Linked DNA regions of Xenopus tropicalis: region 2 is linked to region 1. The links are chromatin contacts, called in public Hi-C maps. All regions are on one chromosome and are shown on one strand. Each heading gives the region's core, a stretch centred on a gene start, on an enhancer-like site or on the middle of the called end of the contact. The rest is flanking DNA. Distances are from core to core; before and after follow the strand shown. Region 1 holds the start of smim13 (small integral membrane protein 13). Region 2 holds the start of tmem170b (transmembrane protein 170B).

The links. A called contact is a pair of places that touch in the nucleus more often than the background predicts.
Region 2: a contact with region 1 is called in a Hi-C map of neurula embryo, with 4 times the contacts expected there. The contact joins the promoter of tmem170b here to the promoter of smim13 in region 1. A contact is called at or near these places in 4 of 5 Hi-C or Micro-C datasets (brain, gastrula embryo, neurula embryo and 1 more).

The regions. Positions count from the first base shown.
Region 1 is chr6:90,752,312-90,756,644 of UCB_Xtro_10.0, forward strand. It overlaps smim13 (small integral membrane protein 13), which reads right to left and starts at 2,069. Exons shown (of 3, transcript XM_002932667.5): 1 at 1,904-2,069.
Region 2 is chr6:90,938,953-90,943,285 of UCB_Xtro_10.0, forward strand. tmem170b (transmembrane protein 170B) reads left to right here and starts at 2,000. Exons shown (of 3, transcript XM_018095029.2): 1 at 2,000-2,526. The coding sequence starts at 2,430.

The DNA.
Region 1 (4,333 bases), core at 819-3,318:
GCTCTCAGCTGCAGAAATAAAGACTACAATGAGCAATGAATATTACTGCAAAACTAATTTTGGCACTCAATGGATGACGAGGCTTTTGCTTCAAAGCTTTTCATGCTTCAGCCCCTTGTCTCTCCCTCTTGGTCTATCATGCTTAAAGAAGTTTTTCACCTTTATGTTATTTTAGTATGTTATAAAATGTCTTATTTTTAGCTACATTGCCATTGGTCTTCATTGTGATTATTTTTGTTATTATTATTATTTGCCTTTCTGTTCTACATATTTCCAGCTTACAAATGGGGTCACTTACTCCAGCAAAAAAAAAAAAACTGTAGCTTTGTGAGGTTATCATTTTATTATTATTGTTACTTTTAATTCCTTATCTTTCTATTTAGTCCCGCTCCTATCGGTATTCCAGTCACGTATTCGAACCATTGCCTGGTTGCTAAGGTAAACAAGGCCCTAGCAACCAGATAGCTGCTAAAATTCCAAACTGGAGAACTGCTGAACAAAAAGCTAAAAACTCAAAACCACAAAAAAATCCAAAATGAAAACCACCTGCAAATTGCTTCAGAATATCAATGTTTATGTCATACTAAAAGTTAATTTAAAGGTAAACAACCCCTTTAAATAGTGGGTACCTGCACCATCAATTACCAACAACATAACAGGATTGGAAGACTTAAAGAGCCAGTTCACCGTTATATAACCTATGGTATGTTACAGGACCATTCTAAGCAACTGGTTCCTATGGTAATTATTCACCTTCCCCAACTGCCTATTTTTAGTCTGTAGCTGAAAATGCTGTCTGATTACTAGGATTCACTGACTCCCAACAATAGCAAAAAAAAAAAAAAAAAAAAGACTCAGTATAAAGCTTCAGTTGTGTAACTATTCTTATTTCTGTAATTCTTATTTTCCTTGTCAGGCCCTCTGCTAATCATATTTCATTTTATAGGGGCTGATTAACCCTCTAGCAACTAGATACAAGTTTAAATTCCATACCTGAATTTAGCTGCAGAATAAGGTATGCAAATACTTCTAAAACCATAGATAAAAACCATGGACCAACAGCAATTTGTCTTAGAATTATGCCACCTACAACATATAAAAGGTCAAACCCCCATTAAACCTTGTTCTTTTTTAAAGGATAAGCTTAATAAGTATAACAAAAACACACCTTGATTTGGGGAATAACCCATATAAAGTACTTGCTATAAATTGCCTGCGGCTGCAGTTGCTACACGCCACATAGAATGATGGAATCTAGCAAAGCGAGAGCATAGTGTTCTAGCCTAGAATGACTAACACAGCACCGCCTTGGCTTATTTTCATTGGACACTGCAGTTATGTGATCTCTATGCTCTGTACATCTTTGCCAGCAGTTTTAGCTAATGACAAAACCAGGCAGGATAAAAGAATCCCTACTTCCCTCTGTGTGTAGGAACTGATCAAGAGTTACTGATATAATATATATATGTGTGTGTGTGTGACAAAGCTGTTTAACATGTGTCTATTCTATCTCATAAATAACTTTATTAACTTTTAAAAATGTATATGTAATCCTCATAACCAGCACATAATTGTATGTAATGCAGCATCATTCCCCTAAAGCCAGTGGTCCATACAGTTGCAGCTGAGTTTGGGTTCAGTCTGGTGACATATGTTGGCACTTATGCGATGGTCCTACAACAATGCTACTATGCACATTTGTGCCCAACCCTGTGGAACAACGAGATGTCCTAGTAATGCTGCTAATAAGAGAATTATGATCCTACTGTGCGACCCTCTCACTGTATGTGTGTAGTGCCAGGAGTGTATATGTGTACAAGCCACCATGCCCATAATGAGTGTGTTTCCCTGTAGGTGCCCAGCGATGTATGGGTGACCTTGGCAAACTGCCCTTCGCACTCACAGGAAGGAAGCCGGGATCAGAGCAGAGGCTCCGGTAGCGTCTGGTCTCCCTACTTCCCCTGGTCCGGGAGCTGCAAACAATGAAACGGAACCTCTTCCAAGGGCCGCTCATCGCACGGTCATCGCGCCGCTCCTCCCCTCTCTTACGCCTATTGGTCCTTCAGCGATTGACGACCAATCAGATTAGCATGGTGGACAAGCCGGTAGACGACAGATGCCACGCCCCTTTGTCCCTTAGCAAAGTATATGAAAGGCTGTCACTGCGGCAGCTGCACTGGGGAGGAGAGTTGCACAGGACAGGATCGGTCAGGAGGCGGGGATGTGCGGGGAAATGGGCGGGAGTAAAGTGCAGCTTTGCCTCGCAACAGGAAGCGGTTTAGACAGGCTTATTAGAGCATGTGTGGGTGAAAGGTAAATGCTTCATAACCTATACCGGACAAAGAGCTAACTTACCCAACAACTGACTATTAAAGTTCCCACTCGTTATTGCTATTAGCAATTAGATTAATGAAGCAATATCAGGGATAGTGATTGTGCACAAAGGGCCTGGATCATGAAAAGTGGGGAGTTTTTTTTTTATTTGCATAGAAAAGAACAAGTGGGCAGTGTTTGGACTTGAGGAACAGAACTTTGTTGCAGTGTATGTGGTTCTTTAGGGTGAGGGCGGTGAGGTTGCTGTGGCAGGTTCTATTCATGCAGTTAAGAGTGGCTTCTTGAGCAAGTGCAATATCAAGATTATTGTAAGATCTACAGTTACTTTTAAGGAGACCTGGCACCCACACATAAAAAGCTGTTTAATAAAAGTCCTTTAATGATTAAAAATGAAACCCAAATTCTTTTTTTTAATTAAATTATCCATACCTGCAGGGTTGGACTGGGGGGTGCAGGTGCCCCAGCCACGTCCCCTAACCCCCCCCCAGGGGCCCCCCTAACCCCCCCGCAGGGCCCCCGCCTGACGTCCTCCCCGAGTGCGTATAAATTGAACACGTCGGGGAGGAACAGTCAGTAGGGGGGAGCGCCGGCTAGGGTCGGAGTGGGCCGCTGGGGCCCACTAGGGCTGGGGCCCACCGGGATTTTTCCCGGTGTCCCGGCAGCCCAGTCCGACCCTGCATACCTGTTATAAATGGATTTAAAAATCTGAGCTGTCAATCATATATTGCCTGCCCTGCCTCTATGCCGCTCAGATTTTTAATTGCAATTACTTTAATATTCCATTCTGTACTTCCTTGATATCACCTAGATGTTAAATGTATAAGATTTTGGGGCGATACAAAGCTTTCCTTAATAACAGTATCCACAAAATGGTGCCGACCTGCTAGCTGTGAGTGTAAATTCCAAGACTGACAGGGACCTTGGCCTTGTTCTCAGATGAGGAGCCGGCAAACATTCAGCAGCAGCTCTCAACTCAGGCCAGAACAGCAAATGTGGCCCCCCAGGAACCTGAGAAAGATAGGTTCCACAAATCCCTAATAAGGCATCATAAAGCCTTAAAGTGATACTGACACGAAAAAACAACTTTTTAAAATATGAATCTACATAAAAAGTTGCCTATAGGTCGTGTTGATCATTTTTTGCTGATATGGCTGCTTTTGTAAGTAATTGTTACTTGAAATTCCAAAACCTGACTGTTTTGCCAACCTGACTGTCCCTTCTCAGCCTGTCTGTTATAGCTTCTAATGCTAACGGCCTACTGCTGGACAAATATGGCCGCCCCCTCATAGAGGAACATGGGGGATCAGATAGGGAATGTAAATGCTTGGACAAATACTTTATGGCAAAATTATAAATAGCATGCAAAGACAATGTTATGACCGATGTAAAAAAGGTTTCATTTCTGGTGTCAGTATCTCTTTAATGAAATAATTGGACACCATGCATGTCGACTTGTGTGTGGCAACTAACGCCTACAATGCCAGTCAGGCACGGCAAGCTGCACATGAGTTGGCCATGTTGTAGCCAGCATCTCCTGAAAAAAAAAACATGTAATAAGATGCTGCAAACATTTTGCAGCATCTTATTACATGTTTTATTTTTTCAGGAGATGCTGGTTACCCGTGAGCTGCTTCCAGTCTCCCTGTGTCAAAACACGGGCCTTTTGCAACAGATGTGACAGTGTGAGACTGATAGGTGACACTACAAGTAGCTGCTTTCACTCTCCCAGTGGCAAAAGAGGGCACTTTACAAATTGCAAAACAAGCTTATGCCAGGCAGGGACTGGTTTTACAGTGGGGGACAGAAAGCAAATGTGTTGTGCTAGACATGACACAAATAATTACCTAACAGCCACCCATGAGGCATTTGTTCTGTTTCGAAAGCATCGTAAAGTGCGCATTGCCTTAGGATGTAAGCATCGTGAGAGGAGCCGGGGAACCCAGACACGATGCTCATGATGTTCATATGGACATCACACACCACTTGTATGTTGAGGGAG
Region 2 (4,333 bases), core at 750-3,249, 190 kb after region 1:
CAGCCAAATCTTTCATGAAGGATTTGGGGTTCGGTCGAATCCCCAAGGGCAGCGATATACAGGTTTGGGTGGGGTGCGGGTTAAGGTTTTCCGGGATAGGGCTGGGTGCAGATGGAGTTCTTACTGACCCCTCACATCACTAGTCACCAGCATTACATGAAGGCCCCACCTGAGATTGGGAGTTGCATATATTGTATTCAGGGCCGCCATCAGGGGGGCACAGGGGGGACAATCGTCCCGGGCCCGGACGTTTTTTGTTTTAAAGGGGGCCCGGCCGCGCTAAAGTTTTCTTAGCTCGGGCCCCCTTTAATCAAGTCCGGGCCCTGCTTCCTCCGGCTCTGGCGGCGTCCTCCGCTATGTGCCGCTACTTCTCCGCTTTTATAAGGTTGCGCCCGTGCGTGCTGACGTAGCTAGGAGCTGCGGCACATACCGGAGGACACCACGGCAGCAGGCAGGCCCTGGGGGAAGCTGGAGAATGCTTTGGGGTGGGGGCCTGGGGGAAGCTGGAGAATGCTTTGGGGTGGGGCCCTGGGGGAAGCTGGAGAATGCTTTGGGGTGGGGGCCTGGGGGAAGCTGGAGAATGCTTTGGGGTGGGGGCCTGGGGGAAGCTGGAGAATGCTTTGGGGTGGGGCCCTGGGGGAAGCTGGAGAATGCTTTGGGGTGGTGGCCTTGGGGAAGCTGGAGAATGCTTTGTGGGGGGGCCCTGGGGGAAGCTGGAGAATGCTTTGTGGGGGGGCCCTTGGGGAAGCTGGAGAATGCTTTGTGGGGGGGCCCTGGGGGAAGCTGGAGAATGCTTTGTGGGGGGGCCCTGGGGGAAGCTGGAGAATGCTTTGTGGGGGGGCCTTTGGGGAAGCTGGAGAATGCTTTGTGGGGGGGCCCTTGGGGAGCTGGAGAATGCTTTGTGGTGGGCCCTTGGGGAAGCTGGAGAATGCTTTGTGGGGGGGCCCTGGGGGAAGCTGGAGAATGCTTTGTGGGGGGGCCCTGGGGGAAGCTGGAGAATGCTTTGTGGGGGGGCCTTTGGGGAAGCTGGAGAATGCTTTGTGGGGGGGCCCTTGGGGAGCTGGAGAATGCTTTGTGGTGGGCCCTTGGGGAAGCTGGAGAATGCTTTGTGGGGGGGCCCTTGGGGAAGCTGGAGGATGCTTTGTGGGGGGGCCCTGGGGGAAGCTGGAGGATGCTTTGGGTGGGGCCTGGGGGAAGCTGGAGAATGCTTTGGGGGGAAGCTGTTTAGGGGAGCACTGGCTGTTTAGGGGAGCCCTGGGCTGGCTAACAATGTTTTAGGGGGTACCTGCCCTGGCACCAATGAAAAATGTAACTGGACACCAATGTTTTAGGGGGCCCTGGCTACCAAAGTTTTATGTCCTTTGTATTGATGGGAGGGGCCATTGGGGGTGTGGGAGAAGGGGGGGGGCAGAAAACTTTATTGTGAGGGGCCCAGTGATTTCTGATGGTGGCCCTGATTGTATTCTGCAGGTTTTGCTACAGCCAGCAGTTCCATTTATCTCATCTCATTACATAAGTCTATGTATACACCAGGCACTAATCATGTGCCATATTCAGAAGGTTTGGTCTGGCTCTAAGCAGCCTGGCAATGCATTGTCAATTAGGATATCCAAGTTCAATAGTTGAGAGTAAACATCTGATTAGCTGCAACTACCTTGGGAAAAAGAAGCTGTGTCATTGTTTTACCTTTATTAAATATGTTTTATTAATTACCTTGGAATGAAGCATCATTTGTACCAACAAGGCAGCAACCCTGGCCTGGGACAGTGAGCTACTGTACACACAGCGCTATAAAGCTGCACCATATGCACACAACAGAAAGAAGCTGCTTACTAGCTATGGCACGAAACTAAATGGCCAGGTAAGGGCCAGGCCCTGTTGGTGGGACAGAAAGTGAAAAAGACAGAGGGAAGTTTTGTAAAGTGCAAGGCACCAGCCGATCCCTGCCCTCCCTGCCCCTGCTGGGCACTGTCTCTCTCTCCAGCTTCCCCCAGCGGCTGTGCCAGTCTCCTCCTCCAAGATGATGATGGTGGCTCGGGTGATGCTGATGATCCCAGGAAGGAGGGGACAGATGATGATGGTGTTGGTGGCAGCAGGTTGGCTGCTCAGCACCGGGCACTGCACACATTCACAGGGCTGGAGCCGGCCATTGCTGGCAGAGGTATAGCGGATCGCTGGGTGTCTGCAGGACTTGGGAAGGCTGGGGAAAGCCCTGCAGCAGCAGATTCTTTCCTCAATGTCTCCCCTGCGAGGCTGCTTCTCCTCCCCGGTCCAGCTGCGCCCACCACTCATCCCCAGGCCGTCCCTTTTTGGCCTCCTGCTGTTGGAACTCCTTGTGCTGCTGCTGGAGGAGGAGGAACAGCTGCCTGGGAGCCCCGGGACCAATAGCCCTGCCTCCTCCTCCAGCAGCCTTGCGGCGGAGCAAGAGAATGAAAGCACAGGGGGGGGACCATTCCATGATCAACCTGTCAGTACAGCAAGTCCTCAGCCTGTGGGCTCATGGGACGGTTCTGAAGAGCCTGACCGGTGAGTACTGGAGCATTACCCATCACGACCCCCCCCCCCCTAGGATTTGGTCGCGTCCAACACTCACGTGATTAGATAACAAGAATAGAAATTGTAGATATATTTTTCCTCGGTCACGAAGCTGCTCGCCCATCTGGCGCATAAAGGATGGGGGTGTTCGCAGGCGGCTGTCACTAGGTAAGCACACAGGTGCCATAAGCAAAAGTCCACTTGACTGCACTCCCGGAACTAGATCATAATGCGTTTATATAGGAGTTTGGGACACAGAATATCAGCGTTTCCAGCCTGTGGGGCTCTTTGTCAAGCTACACATTCAAAGCAAATCGTTCCCCCAACTACATGTATCCAGTGCCATCTAGTGGCCACCAGTAGAAATCGCAATCTGAATACAATATATACACATTACAACCTTTTTCAACTTTCCTAAATTTAAGTTGCTGGACACCAGGCCCCTTTTTAGCAGAATACTTTGACATTGCTGATCTCTCTGTTAACCTTTGTAACACTTTTAAGTCCCTGTATCCACTTACTGACCATTCTGGATGTTTGTCCCATATACACCATGCTGCAGGGAAACTTGATACTGTATATGGCAGGGGTTGTGGTACAAGAGAAATGGCCAGTGACTTGCATAGGTGTAAACATAAACATGTTTGCTCTTCCAGTGTTTATTACAACAATCATTTTTGTAAAAATTATTTTTAAAGGCAAACTCAGTGCTGGCAATCTTTCTCATTCTTTTTGTGTGCAAATGTATTATTGCCCTGCACTGGTAAAAGTTGTGTGTTTGCTTCATAAAGACTACTAAAGTTTGTACCTGTATAAACAAAGCTGCTGTGTAGCCATGGGGGCAGCTATTCAATTTAAAATAGGGCTAAATGGTGCAGGTTAGATAGCAGATAACAGATATTCTACAGACCTTATCTGTTATTTGCTATGTAATCTGAACATTTTCTCATTTTTTCCAGATTGAATGGCTGCTCCCATGGCTACACAGCAGCTTTTTATATACTATAGTAGTCTTTCTGAAGCAAACACAGAACTTATACCAGGGCAGGGCAACAGTACTTAATATTTTAACTACTTTAAAACACATTTATTTTTGGTCTTACTGTTTCTTTAATAATTCAATATACCCAAGATTTACTTATATAATCAACAGAGCCTTACAAATATGTTTTAGCTGAAGCCCTGTTGAACAGGGAGTATACTGGCCCTTTAAAATGTTTAAGTGCAAAATGGGTCTGGACTCATAATGTTCTGGCCTCCTTACAGCAACTTCCCTATCCCCTCAGTAGACCCTGCATCCCAGACCCCCTGCCCCCCACTGTATGCCCTGGTTCTGCTGTATGGTAGTTATACCATTGGTGATAGAGATGTTAATAAGCAAGTTTATTATTAGTGAATCATCTTGCATCTGTAATTAAGTTTAGGCTAATTTCTTCAGAGAGCTAGGGGAGCAGTGGGACAGTTTGAGAGAAATGTTCTCTCCTTTTTAATATTAACACAGCCATATCGCTTACTGTTGATACCCACTAGAATTAGTGTGCCAAATACTACTTATAAAAGTGCAGTTAGTGATGTCTTTAAAGAACCCTATCTGATATCAAAGTAAGTGGATAGCAACAGTGTTTTAATATGAATAACATTTGGGGTACCACATTTCCAGAAGCACATGCAGAGAATAAACCTAGGCTAGAAAATAAACCTAGAGAAATAAATGTAAGCTAGGGAGGCTCTGTATCTCACTGAATAGTTGTTTTATGTAGAACCATTGAAAGGCATCATCACCTATAAACTGTTTCCT